Regions from separate parts of the Mus musculus genome. Here region 2 is linked to region 1. The links are chromatin contacts, called in public promoter capture Hi-C maps. All regions are on one chromosome and are shown on one strand. Each heading gives the region's core, a stretch centred on a gene start, on an enhancer-like site or on the middle of the called end of the contact. The rest is flanking DNA. Distances are from core to core; before and after follow the strand shown. Region 1 holds the start of Akirin1 (akirin 1). Region 2 holds the start of Sfpq (splicing factor proline/glutamine rich (polypyrimidine tract binding protein associated)).

Evidence for each region. Promoter capture Hi-C pulls out the DNA fragments that hold promoters and counts their contacts.
Region 2: a promoter capture Hi-C map of cranial neural crest shows a contact between it and region 1. The contact joins the promoter of Sfpq here to the promoter of Akirin1 in region 1.

Annotation. Positions count from the first base shown.
Region 1 is chr4:123,748,604-123,755,544 of GRCm38.p6, forward strand. Akirin1 (akirin 1) reads right to left here and starts at 1,696. Exons shown (of 5, transcript NM_023423.3): 1 at 1,345-1,696. The coding sequence starts at 1,561.
Region 2 is chr4:127,016,192-127,022,631 of GRCm38.p6, forward strand. Sfpq (splicing factor proline/glutamine rich (polypyrimidine tract binding protein associated)) reads left to right here and starts at 5,110. Exons shown (of 10, transcript NM_023603.3): 1 at 5,110-6,029. The coding sequence starts at 5,226.

The DNA of each region.
Region 1 (6,941 bases), core at 446-2,945:
AATTTAAATTGAAAAGATTGCATTGTGGGTCAGACTAGGTAATGGATGCAAGACTCTATTTAGAAATGATTCTTGGAATCAGCCGTGATGGGTTACAAGTCTGTAATTCCAGTCACTTGTGAGGCTGGGGCAGGAGGGCTGCTGAGTTCAAGACAGGCCTGGACCACACTGTGGGTTCCAGGCCAGTCTAGAGAGTGAGACACTGTCACAAAACAGCAAAGTGAAAGACTATTCAGATTAACAACCTCAAGGAAAAGATGGAGAAAGCAGGTCTAGTGGAAAGAGCAGAGCCACAGTTAAAGGAAATGGATGATACGACGACGTGAACACAGGTAAAGCTCGAGAGGACTGCTGGTGGCAGCAGTATCCTTGAGGGGCTAAGCACAGGAAGGAGGAAATGAAAACTAGAGGCACTAGAGACTGCAAGATGTAAGGGGGAAAAATGATTTAAAGGGACTGCAGGTTTTCCTAATGCTTGAGGAACAACAATAAGAAGAAAACAAAGAAACAACTTGGCCAAATCCACTTTTGAGGGATTATTTCTGGGATCCCTCTAATTTGCTGAATATGGGTGCTGAAGCGCGTTCCCTCCTCCTACTGCAATATGATAGGCATCTTTACTGCCCCATGAGTCCTTCTTTTTGCCTTGTCTAAAACGAAGTGCCTTACTCAAGTCGAGTCACTGTATTAGATATTTGAATTTTGAGTACAGAATCTCTGTATACTTAAGGATTCTCAAATACTAGCCAACCAACTACCCACTTCAAGCCATACCCGAAACAAGACAATAGCCACACGATAAAACAAGGTCAGTCCGTCTCTTAAGAAATAGTCTGGTTGAAATTGCATTCCATGGCTTCTGCTCCCTAAAGAATTCTAGAAATCAAGTCTTCCTAAAAGCACCTTGCGGCGCTACATACGCTCACGCCCCTTCCCCTCTATCCGTCTCCCGCCCCACTCATGGCTGGGTTCGTGAGCAGAATCCAATTTTCCATGGCCCACTGGATCTCCCGGGAGGTTCCGCACAAGCGGAGGCAGGAGGGGCTTCAGGGACACCAAGAGCCTTCGGCGGTCTGGGGTATCCCCACCTCATTTTGGTGCCCACCCCTCAGACTCTCCAGCTCCAGGAAACCCGAAAACCGACACTGTGGGGTCACTGCCCTTCCCGGATGTCTCTCGTCCCCGGAAGCAACCGGGCCCAGCAGCACCCCAGTTCCTTTTTCTCCCAAGGCCGATATGGGGTGCGGAGGTGATCTCGGCCGGTGTCCACGACCCCCGCACCCTCCCCGCCCCCCACGCCCGGGCCTGGCTTCCTGCCAAGTCCGCAGCAGCAGCGCAGGTTACCGGGAGTTGGAAGACGACGCTCGCTGCCGGGTGGGGCAGGCTGCTGGAGGCTCGCCGGCGGCGTCTGCATCTGAAGCGGCGGCGGCTCGGCGTCCGGGGGCCTGAGGCCCGGAGTGGGGCCGGGCAGAGGGGCGCAGCGTCGCCGCTTCGGGGAACCGGGGCTCAGCAGCGCCGCCTCGAACTCCATGGGCCGCTTCAGTGTCGCCCCGCACGCCATCCCGCGGAAGGGCCAGAGACCAGACGCAGACGCGGCAGCAAGGACTGCCCTGGATCCAACTCTTCAGCTACGGCTCCCAAGCCAAGCCGGCTCCAATGGCGCCTCCGGCACCCGGCAGCCGCGCTGGCCCCGCCTCCTGTGACGTCACGGGCGTGCGCCACCGCCCGGCAGAGGGGAAGAAGTCGGAAAAGGGCCGATCCGGGAGGCCCGCGAGCCTGGGCTCGGCCCATGGCGCCCCCTGCGGAAGAAGTAGGCCGGTCTGGGCGGAGAGCGTGGTCGCCTAGCAACACCCCCGCCCCCGCCCCTCCCAGGGCCCCCCCCTTCACGCTCTCTGCCGGAGTGGCCTGGGAGGTCTTTCGCACCTGCGCGGCAGGGGCCTCGGGGGCGGGGGATGGGAGAGACCCTGGGAGACCGGGGTTCCCTTGGCCGCGTGACCGATAAAAGAGGTGATTCTAAAGGGTTATCAAAGGATTTTGTCTTGAGTCCCAGGAAATCTTCACAAACATAACCGGGTTATCTAAGGATAGACTTTATTTAATCCACGAACCCTGTGCAATCATGGGCAAAATTGGAAGGGGAGGTGTGTTACAAATGAATGTATTTTGGGGATAGATGACCCGGCCATTAATCGGATCACTAAATGGATATGTGTTACGCAAAAAAGGATTAAAAGGAAAAAAAAAAAAACAAAAAACAATCCTACCAGAAAACTCACTGGCTTAAACTGTCTAACCAAGTGATACCAGGGTGTTAGGAACTTCCCCTGATAGCTGATTTGGCAGTTGGCTTCCTCATCCGACTTGGCAACTCAGACTGGTTCTTCCTCGGGTCAATCGAGATTCTCTGCCGTACTGTTGGCTGGAAAATGCTTTTGATATTCAGCAAATGAATAGAAAACAGGGAGGTTCTGCTTTAGGGAACTCTGGTTGTAATTTTCCTGGGGAGTAACTCCAGTGCTTTCAAATACATCAATAGAGTCATCAGAACAACACCTCCACATTCAAAGCCTTTCTGTAATTATTTGTATATTAGTGGCTGTGATTCCTGTAATCTGGCTTTAACATTATCTCTGTAACAGATTTTTCTAGAACAGTCCAAATTTTAGATACTCATTTCTAATTGCCAAGATGGCTGTCACAGTACTTCAACACACTTGGGGTTAGACAATAAAGGCATACTATCTCCAATCTTCCTCCTCCTTCTCCGCCTCTTCTTCCTTCTCCTCCTGTTCGTTTTGGTTGCTTTTCTCTGAGTCCTCTTCCGTTTCTACAAACTCTTTAAAGATCATAACATAGGTCATATACTTTCACATTTATTTCTGTAAAATATAAGACAGCACAGCATACCAAATTGCTGGTTTTCTGTTTGTTTTGCCATATTGGGATTCAAGCCTCCCTAGGCACATTACCCATGTTAAGTTTATTTTAGCACATTTATTGTCAATATAGATGTAACGTGGTTTAAACTAAAATCTAGAAATAAAACATTAGAGTTTTTTTTAAAAAAAAAAAACCTCACAATTATCTTGGTGGTAAATGACTGAATTTAAAATTCAGTTCTGAGCTTCTTGAAGGCTAAAGAAAAATGAAACCATAGTCATGATGAATAGGTGTTATCTGAATGGAACCAGTTCACCAGAGGACACAGACCATCATTTTGTGTATCACTTTAATTCCAAAGGTAGACTGTCATGACTTTATTAGGAAACAATGATGTAATAAAGCCTTTAAGACCGCTTGCATGGCTGTTTCTATGTTCAATAAAAGCCAAGGACATGAAAAGCCACTTCACGATGGTTATTTTTTAAGGGGACCTAAGAGCATCAAGTAAATTGTTTTCTTGTGGTATAAACAGATCCAAAGTGAACGATTAGAAGACTTGAAAAGTATGTCCCTTGGGTAGTCATTTTAAACACACCTCTCTTAGTAGGGTTTTGCTACGTGCTTTGGTAGTCACTCTGTGATCCTTTAAAACATTGAGTGTGCCTTGGAATATTAGTGTTTTAAAGGAGGAAGCTGTAATTTGAATATATGTCTAACTGTGCTTCAAAACCATACATTCCTTGAGAATAACAAGGAAGCCTTTATTCATCTGTATTTCCCCACGACTTGCACAGTGAATGTGGCAGGAATAGACACGGAATAAATATTAGTCAATGAATAAGTGGTAATTATTATTCTATCTCTGAAAGTTGATAGACCACATTGTTGAATGAGGTGGTTTTTAGATGATTCAGAAGCCAAACAAGTAGGTGGTATATCCTATGAGATGTTGCAAATGACAGTGGCTCAGAGACATGCCTCTGAGGGAGGTGGATGGGCTGCTCTGACAGGATGGAAACGCAGTCCTTATGAGGTCACCACACTCCAGGTCAACTTTGTTGTGAGTGATACAGTGACTCGACTAGGCATGTACATGCATGCACCCAACACACGTAATTGAGCATCTCTGTGTAAGGCATCAGGGCAACCAAGCTTTGTTGCTGTAGATACTTGGATATGAAAAGAGGCTTGCTTCCTGTCCTCCAAGGGTTTCTAGTCTGCTAGAGATGACAGATACTAATGAAACAGTCACCACAACAAATATCTAATTATAATCTCTGACAAGTACTGGGAAGGAAAGGGACAGGAAGTAAGGTGAGCATACAACTGGGAGTCTTAAGCTATCCTAGAACCGATAACAACGGAAGAAGCAGACGTTAAGTTAAGAGCTGGCAATGTAACAATGTAACCAGGAAAGTGTGCTAAAAGAGGGGCCTCACCCAAGAAGAGACAACTTATAGAAAAGCCTATGAAATGCTGGAGGAACCAAAGAAGTCTCAAGTGGCTGTGGCCCAGAGCATGATGAATTCAGAGAGATAAAAACTAGAACTTTGTGGTTAGATTTACATGTGAAAAAACTCCTGGCTACACTATGGAGAACAGGTTGGAGGGGATGAGAAAGATGTGAAGGAGATAAATGTTTAAAGGAGGGAATTGAAGCCAGGTGTGGTGGTCTGTAATTCTACCACTTGGTAGGTGGAGAAAGATCGGGGCTACCCTCTGCTATGTGGCAAGTTGGAGGCCAACCTGGACTATAAAAAGACTTGGTTTCAAAAACGACCCCAAATCTCCTTATACCTCTACTCATCTCTCCCTTTCCACTAACACAGACAATGACCTGCAGCTATGGAGGAAAGTAGCTGTCGATGGTGAAGGGAGCGTAGAAGATGGAATCAACAGAGATCCTAGTGAGTCTTAGTGAGGAGACAATAGTGCATCCAGAGTGAAGGTGACAGTGAGTCCCAGAGTGGAAGTGACATTGAGTTCCAGTGTGGAGGTGACAGTGAGTCCCAGGGTGGGGGTGACAGTGAGTCCCAGTGTGGAGGTGACAGTGAGTCCCAGTGTGGAGGTGACAGTGAGTCCCAGGGTGGAGGTGACAGTGAGTCCTAGGGTGGAGGTGACAGTGAGTCTCAGTGTGGAGGTGACAGTGAAGTCCAGTGTGGAGGTGACAGTGAGTCCTAGGGTGGAGGTGACAGTGAGTCTCAGTGTGGAGATGACAGTGAGTCCCAGTGTGGAGGTGACAGTGAGTCCCAGTGTGGAGGTGACAGTGAGTCCTAGGGTGGAGGTGACAGTGAGTCTCAGTGTGGATGTGACAGTGAAGTCCAGTGTGGAGGTGACAGTGAGTCCTAGGGTGGAGGTGACAGTGAGTCTCAGTGTGGAGATGACAGTGAGTCCCAGTGTGGAGGTGACAGTGAGTCCCAGTGTGGAGGTGACAGTGAGTCCCAGGGTGGAGGTGACAGTGAGTCTCAGTGTGGAGATGACAGTGAGTCCCAGTGTGGAGGTGACAGTGAGTCCCAGTGTGGAGGTGACAGTGAGTCCTAGGGTGGAGGTGACAGTGAGTCTCAGTGTGGAGGTGACATTGAGTCCCAGGGTGGAGGTGACAGTGAAGTCCAGTGTGGAGGTGACAGTGAGTCCCAGTGTGGAGGTGACAGTGAGTCTCAGGGTGGGGGTGACAGTGAGTCCCAGTGTGGAGGTGACAGTGAGTCCCAGTGTGGAGGTGAGGGGTGGCAGGGTTTACATGTTCCTGATTGGCTTTCAATTTTCTCAGAGCTATTTCATGAGAAAGTTTGTATATGTGGGTGCATGCATGAGTGAGTGTGCATGTACCTATGTGTGTGCACATGACAGCCGCAATACACACGTGGAGTCAGAGGATAGCTTGTGGAAGTCATTTCTCTTCTACCACCTGAGTCTCAGGGGGTTGTCTTGTCAGGTTTGGTGGCAGGTGCCTTTGCCCACTAAGTTATCTCACCAAGCCATTTTTCTTGAGACAGAGTCTCATTAAGTTGCCTGAACTGCCAAGCACGGTGGCTCCCCTTTGTAATCCCAGTACTTGGGGAGCTGAGGGTAGGAGGCTCAGGAAATCAAGACCAGCCTCAGTTACATAGCTAGTTTGGGATCAGTCTTTACTACATGAGACTCTGCTTCTAAACAAAACCAAAACTTGTCCAGGCTGGTCCTAAACCCACTCTGCAGTCTAAGTAGGGCTTGAACATATAATATTCCTATCTCTGCCTCCTGAGTATCTGGGGCCACTGTCTGCTTTGTTGTCAACTTGACACAATTAGAACCATCAGAGAGGACAGAGACTCATAGTTGAGGAAACCCCTCCATGACATCTAGCTATAAAGCATTTTCTCAGAGATCAATGGGAGAAGACCCAGCCCCAGGGGTGGGTGAGGCTGTCCCTGGGCTGGTGGTACTGGGTTCTATGAAATATCAGGCTGAGTAAGCCAGTAAGCAGAACTCCTCCATGGCCTCTGCATCAGCTCCTGACTCCACGTTCCTTGCTTGAGTTCCTGTCCTGATGAACTATGATCTTTAAGTGTAAGATAAATAAACTCTTTCCTCCCCAACCTGCATGTTGGTTATAGTATTTTTGTTGAAGCAATAGAAACCCTCACTAAGACAAAGGCTTATGCCACAGGCAAAGCTGATTGCTTTTTCTTTTGAGATTAGGCTTTGCTGTATACCCAACACTAGCCTAGAAACTCACTAACTAGGTGTGGCAAGCTTTGGACTTGAGGCAATTCTCCAGCTTCAGATTCTTCAGTAGTGGAGTCACACCAGGCCCAGTTTTTTTGAAAGCCCCTTTTTTCTCTTAAGATTTATTTATGAAAATGTATTCTGGGGCTGGTGAGATGGCTCAGTGGTTAAGAGCACCGACTGCGCTTCCAAAGGTCCTGAGTTCAAATCCCAGCAACCACATGGTGGCTCACAACCATCTGTAATGAGATCTGACACCCTCTTCTGGAATGTCTGAAGACAGCTACAGTGTGCTTACATATAATAAATAAATAAATATTAAAAAAAAAAAAGAAAATGTATTCTATGTGTCT
Region 2 (6,440 bases), core at 3,860-6,359, 3.3 Mb after region 1:
TGAATGGTAAGATCACCTGCGTTTGCTACAAGGTGAAAATTGTTCTATATGCCACTCAAACTCATTAATTTACTACACATTTCAAAACTGAGTCATATATTTATTTACTTATTTATTGTTTTTTGAGACAGGATTTCTCTGTGTTGCCCAGCTGTCCTGCAACTTGCTCTATAGACCAGGCTGGCCTCTATCTTACCTGCCTCCTGAGTGCTGGGATTAAAGACGTTTGCCACCACACTCCAGCTTGAGCTGTGTTTAATATCTGAAGTTAATAATTGATATCTTGAGATATTCTTCAATGGTTCAAAAAACAAAGTCAATGGACTCACTCCTTCCAGTACATTCTGAGGGTGTTACCACGGGGCCCTGTGCTGTGCTGGTTAAGAGAAGTTCAGAGTGGGTACAATTGGCTCAGACCCATAATCCTAGCACTCAAGAGACCGAGGCAGAAAGGATTGCCAAGGATTAAAGGCCAACCTGGGTGGCAGAGTGAAACTTTTGTTTTAAAAACAAAATAATTGGGGTGCTTGCTATGAAGTCTGACCCAGTGCGGTTGGTTAGTTTCCCCAGAACCCATGTGGTGGAAGAAGAGAATTGACTCCCACGAGTTGTCCCTGACCTCCGTAAGCATTCTGTGGCGCATGCACACATGTATACAAGTATATAATTAAACATACACATGTGGGAGAATACGCACGTGCGTGCGCACGGACACACAAACACAAACACACACACACACACACACACACACACACACACACACACACACACACACACACACAGGGATACTGCCCTCATGGTATGTACACATTTTAGCGCTGTTTCTAAACTGTTAATGTGAGCGATTATTGTAAGAACTAAATACAACCAGCTGGGCGTGGTGGCGCACACCTTTAGTTCCTTCACTCAGGAGGCAGAGCCAGGCAGATTTCTGAGTTCGAGGCCAGCCTGGTCTACAAAGTGAGTTCCAGGACAGCCAGGGCTATACAGAGAAACCCTGTCTCGAAAAACCAAAAACCAAACAAAACAAACAAAACAAAACAAAAAACCAAACCAAAACAAAACTAAATACAAGTTGGTGACATGCCTTGGGAGGCCAAGGCCCGAGGCTGGCGGCTACGACACACTGCTGTGTCCACTCTTCCTTTGGTGCCGCATGTTCGTGTACAATATTTGGAACGTCTGGAGGAGTGGGGCAGTAGCAGGAAAAGCAGGGAGGCGGAAAATCCTGAGCGTCTCAAGGGAGGAAGTTATCTAACGTAGTACAGGGCAGGCTTGGCTGCTAAAAACCCACAAACTGTTTGGGTGCCTCGATGGGACTGAGAGGGCCCGTGATCCTGCTGCTGCAGCAACTGTCCTTACCATCCTTACAGGCTGGTGGTCCTAGTCTCTGACGCTGTGCTTCTGGAATACAAGGCTAGACATCTCTAAAACGTCACTGTACCCACTGCCTTTCTTCTCTCATAAGGCAGGGCTTAATGGAAACGCACCAATACCCAACAGCTGGTAGTAATGTTGAATGAAGCCAGGTCTAATCTGCTTTCCAATGACTTTGTCTCTTATTCTGCAGAGTCACCCAGCCTTGGTGAGACCTAAGGGGCCGGCATAATCTAATCCAAATGGTTTTGATTCTATAGAATACAGATTTTTAGTTTTTGAGAGGGGATCTCAGATAGCCCAGCTTGCTCTTGAGCACATTATGTACCTGAGTATGACCTTAAACTTCCCATCTTCTTGCATCCACTCCCAAAAGCTGGGAGCAAAGGTGTGAGCCACCATGCTGGGCTTTTTGGTTTTTGTTGTTTTGTTTTGTTTTGTTTTTTTTGTCTTTTGTTTTTCAGACACAGTTTCACTGGATGGCCTTGTTTGTCCTGAACTCACTCTGTAGACCAGGCTAGCCTCAAACTCAAGAGATCTGTTGGCCTCTGCTTCCAGAGTACTAGGATTAAAGAATTACCACTATTATCATGCTGGTTTTTATACAGTGCTGGGGACTGAACCACAAATGTTAGGTGAGCCATATTTCCAGCCCCAAATAAAGATTGAATAAAGATTTTAAAAAAAATCCTTATGATGGGTATGGTGGCATATACCACCGAGACATATGTTTTTAGAAGAAGTCTTGTTATATAGCCCTGACTGGTCTAGAACTATGTAGCTCAGCCTGGCCTTGAACCTGCAGTCATTCTCCATACATTTCTGGATGTTAGAATTAAAGGCATTAAGTGATATCCTAGATTATTCCTTCAAGTTACTGTTAAATCCAAAGGACAATTATAACTTCCATGTATTGTAATTACAGTGTTTAATGGTAAGATCACCTGCGTTTAGAATGCTTCAAGGTGAAAATTATCCTATACATCTCTCAAGCACAGAAATTCGCTACACGTTTCAAACCTAATAAATAATTTTATTTATTTATTTACTTATTCTTCTTCTTAAATGTATTACAAACTTCCTATGGTATACTGATTAGATTTCTTCGACTAAACAGCTTTTGTCTTAGGGGATAACACTTGGGTGACCTTAGACTGCCACTTGTTTTTGTGTGTGTGTGTGTGAGATGTGTGTACATGGCCCCTCCCCAAACTGTAGAAAGTAAAACAAGACAAAGTAGTATTTAATGCACATCCTCAGGCTCTCTGAGACAGAATTTTTGGAGTTATTTTTATCAGGTTAGTGTAGAGGAGAGAACAAAGTTCTTATTTTGTAGGCAATAATAATATCTAAGACAGATGAAACAAATTCCTGAATATAAGACTTCGAAGTGGGCTGGAGAGATGGCTCAGAGGTTAGGAGCACTGAGTGTTCTTCCAGAGGTCCTGAGTTCAATTCCCAGCAACCACATGATGGCTCACAACCATTTGTAATGGGATCTGATGCCCTCTTCTGCTGTGTGTGAAGACAGCAACAGTGTACTCACATAAAATAAATAAATAAATCTTTATTTAAAAAACAAAACAAAACAAAACAAAACAAAACCAAGACTTCAAAGCTAAGTGTGTAGCTTACACCTTTCATTTCAGCACTTAGGAGGCAGAGGCAGGTAGATCTCTGTGAGTTCAAGGGCAGCTTGTTCTACATAGTGAGCTCCAGCACAGCCAGGGTTATACAGAGATAAAAATAAAAATAAGGAGACACAATAACTAGGAGGGGCATTAAAGGGTATAGGTATCAGGAAGCTGCGGGTGAAGGGTTGTGTCTGCATGGTAGACAGTTGCCTCCCTTGGTTTTCAAGGTCTGAGGGAAGAATGGGGGTTGTAGTTTGTGGGCACATGCATCTGTGGACATGTGTGGACCCCAAGGTCAACTTAGTTTTCAGGAGTTGGTTCTCTCCTTTCACCTTGTGGGTCTGAGTGACTGAACTCAAACTGTCAAGCTGGTAGCCGGACCTGTATGTGATGAACCAACCATCCTCCTGGCTCAACACTATTGGGGTTGGGAAATCTGAAGGAAAAGAGATGCTGCCAGCTGCTTGTTTTCATACCAGTACTTATTGATACCTAAATATCATAAAACAAAAGAAAACAACAACAAAACATTAGTGTTGTGGGCTGAGAGTTGAATCTAGGGCCTCAAGCCCTTTATGACTGAGTTATGGCCTCAGCCATGCATAAACATTTTTTTTTTTCAACAGTGTTTCACTATGTATCTTTCTTGCTGGCCTGAAACTCACTGTGTAGACCAGGCTGGCCTAGAACTCAAGAGATATGACTGCTTCTACCACATGCCTGATGGGATCAAAGGCATGCACCAGCCCCATCCCGGTTAAAACCCAATGTTCATGAAGCTTTAAAGGGAGGGAATAAAAAGGAAATCTCGGCTGACCTGGTGGATGCATGCTTTTAGTCCCAGCACCTGGGAGGCAGAGGCAGGTGGAGGGCTGAGTTTGAGGCCAGTCTGGTCTACAGAAGTAGTTCTAGGACAGCCAGGGCTATGCAGAGTAACCCCGTCTTGAACAAAATCAAAAACAATTTCCTCTCCCATGATTTGTGCTTGTAAATTGTTACTGTACACACACATGGAGTCACATCTACCTCATTTACCCTTCTGCTGGAGAATAAAGTGAGTCTTCTGCATGTCACACAAGCCAGAACCCCAAAGGCTGTGTCCTCAGCTCTCTCCATACTTTTCCCTCTTGGACAAAGACTGCATTCACTCAAACCTAATGGCAAATTTTATAGTATTACAACAAACGTGTTGCTATGAAATAATGTTTTTTTTTTTCCCTTTTTTTTTTTTTTTTTTTTTTTTTTTTGGTTTTTCAAGACAGGGTTTCTCTGTATAGCCCTGGCTGTCCTGGAACTCACACCCGGCTTCCTTTTTCTTAAATCTTTACTTTTATTTATTCATTAATTTTTTTGGAGGCAGGGTTTCTTTGTGCAGTCCTGGCTGTCCTGGAATTTACTATGCAGCCCAGGCTGGCTTTGAACTTGGAGTCCTTTCTGCTTCCAGAGTGCTAGGATTAAAGGCATATGCCAAAACAACCGGGGCTTCTATTTTATTTTATTATTTTTATTTTATTACGTTTCATGTAGCCCAAGCTGGTTTTGAACTCAATGTAATTGATAATGTAAAGATAAACTTGCAGTCCTGATTACTAGTGCCTCCTCCTCCCAAATTTTGGGCTCACGTGTTTGCCAATCTGCTAGCCTTTGATAGGGTTTCAATAAAAGTAAAACCGTTGAGATTAAACTCTGTGAAATTGACTCTAACTTCATTGGCGTAGGAATAAGAGACAGCACAAGTTCAATTTATAACCTTGAACCCAGCGAAGATGTTAGCCAAGAATAGCGGACTACTCATAAGAGGAAAGAAAATAGCCTTTCAGCGCTATCAGGAGCTGATAGGGCCCTGGATATTTAATTTCACGCGAAAGTTGCAGGGCATGCCCATTCAAATTTCTTCCAACAAATCACAAAGGCGTATAGACACTTTCTTATCCGTTTATTGGTCAAATGGAAATCCCAGCCCTCCCTACCTCCCGCCTCTCACTAGGGAGCCAATTGGAAAAACTTAGGTTTCATCATCAAGTACTGTACTTGCTATTGGCTGTCCGAGCTGTCAATCTAGGGAAGGCGGGCCAGGCCGAACTGTCCTATTTAAGAAGAGGACAAAGGCGGCGCGCAGCTTGTGTCGTCCGCCATTTTGTGCTCAGCAAGGTGGCAACCACGTTCCCTGAGCGACTTCTCCGCTTCTGCCTCGACCGCCCCTTGACTACAGCTATGTCTCGGGATCGGTTCCGGAGTCGCGGTGGCGGCGGTGGAGGCTTTCACCGGCGTGGAGGAGGTGGCGGCCGCGGCGGCCTTCACGACTTCCGCTCTCCGCCGCCGGGCATGGGCCTCAACCAGAACCGCGGCCCCATGGGCCCGGGCCCTGGCGGCCCGAAGCCGCCGCTCCCGCCTCCACCTCCTCACCAGCAGCAGCAGCAGCCGCCGCCGCAGCAGCCTCCGCCGCAGCAGCCGCCGCCGCACCAGCAGCCGCCGCCGCACCAGCCGCCCCATCAACAGCCCCCGCCTCCGCCGCAGGAATCCAAGCCCGTCGTCCCCCAAGGCCCCGGCTCGGCGCCGGGGGTGAGCAGTGCGCCTCCGCCGGCGGTCTCGGCTCCGCCCGCCAACCCCCCGACCACCGGCGCCCCTCCGGGCCCTGGTCCAACCCCGACTCCGCCGCCCGCCGTCCCCTCCACCGCCCCCGGACCGCCTCCCCCATCGACGCCGAGCAGCGGAGTCTCGACCACCCCTCCACAGACCGGCGGCCCTCCGCCACCGCCCGCCGGGGGCGCCGGGCCGGGGCCTAAGCCGGGGCCAGGCCCTGGCGGTCCAAAAGGCGGCAAGATGCCCGGTGGGCCTAAGCCTGGAGGTGGCCCGGGCATGGGCGCTCCTGGTGGCCACCCGAAGCCACCACACCGAGGTGGCGGCGAGCCCCGTGGGGGCCGGCAGCATCATGCGCCCTACCACCAGCAGCACCACCAGGGGCCCCCTCCCGGCGGACCGGGACCGCGCACGGAGGAGAAGATCTCCGACTCGGAGGTGAGCGGGTTCTCGAGCAAAGCCGTCCGTTTCCCTAAGATGGCGGCGCCTGCCTACCCTCGGCGTTTTTTTTTCCTCTTCCCCCCCGCCCGCAGCCTAGAGGGCCTCCATTTTGTCCCCTGCCGGAAGCGCTCCTGCGCATGCTTGCGCAGGCGGGGCGGACGCGCGGCGGGCTGTGGAGGCCGCTAGGGATTGGCTTCCAGCGGGAGGGCATCCTCACGTCTTGGCGGTAATCCGCTAGAGGCTAGCGGTCCGGTCCCTTGGGACCCAACTAGTGCACGTCGGAGGCCTCTGTTTGGGAGAAAACAGGGCAACTTGGTGCTGTCTTCCTAGTCTGCATTTAGAGCTATTTGTTGACGTCAGAGGTGTATTGATTGGCGTTTGCTGATAAAGAGGCGATGTGTTTCAAAG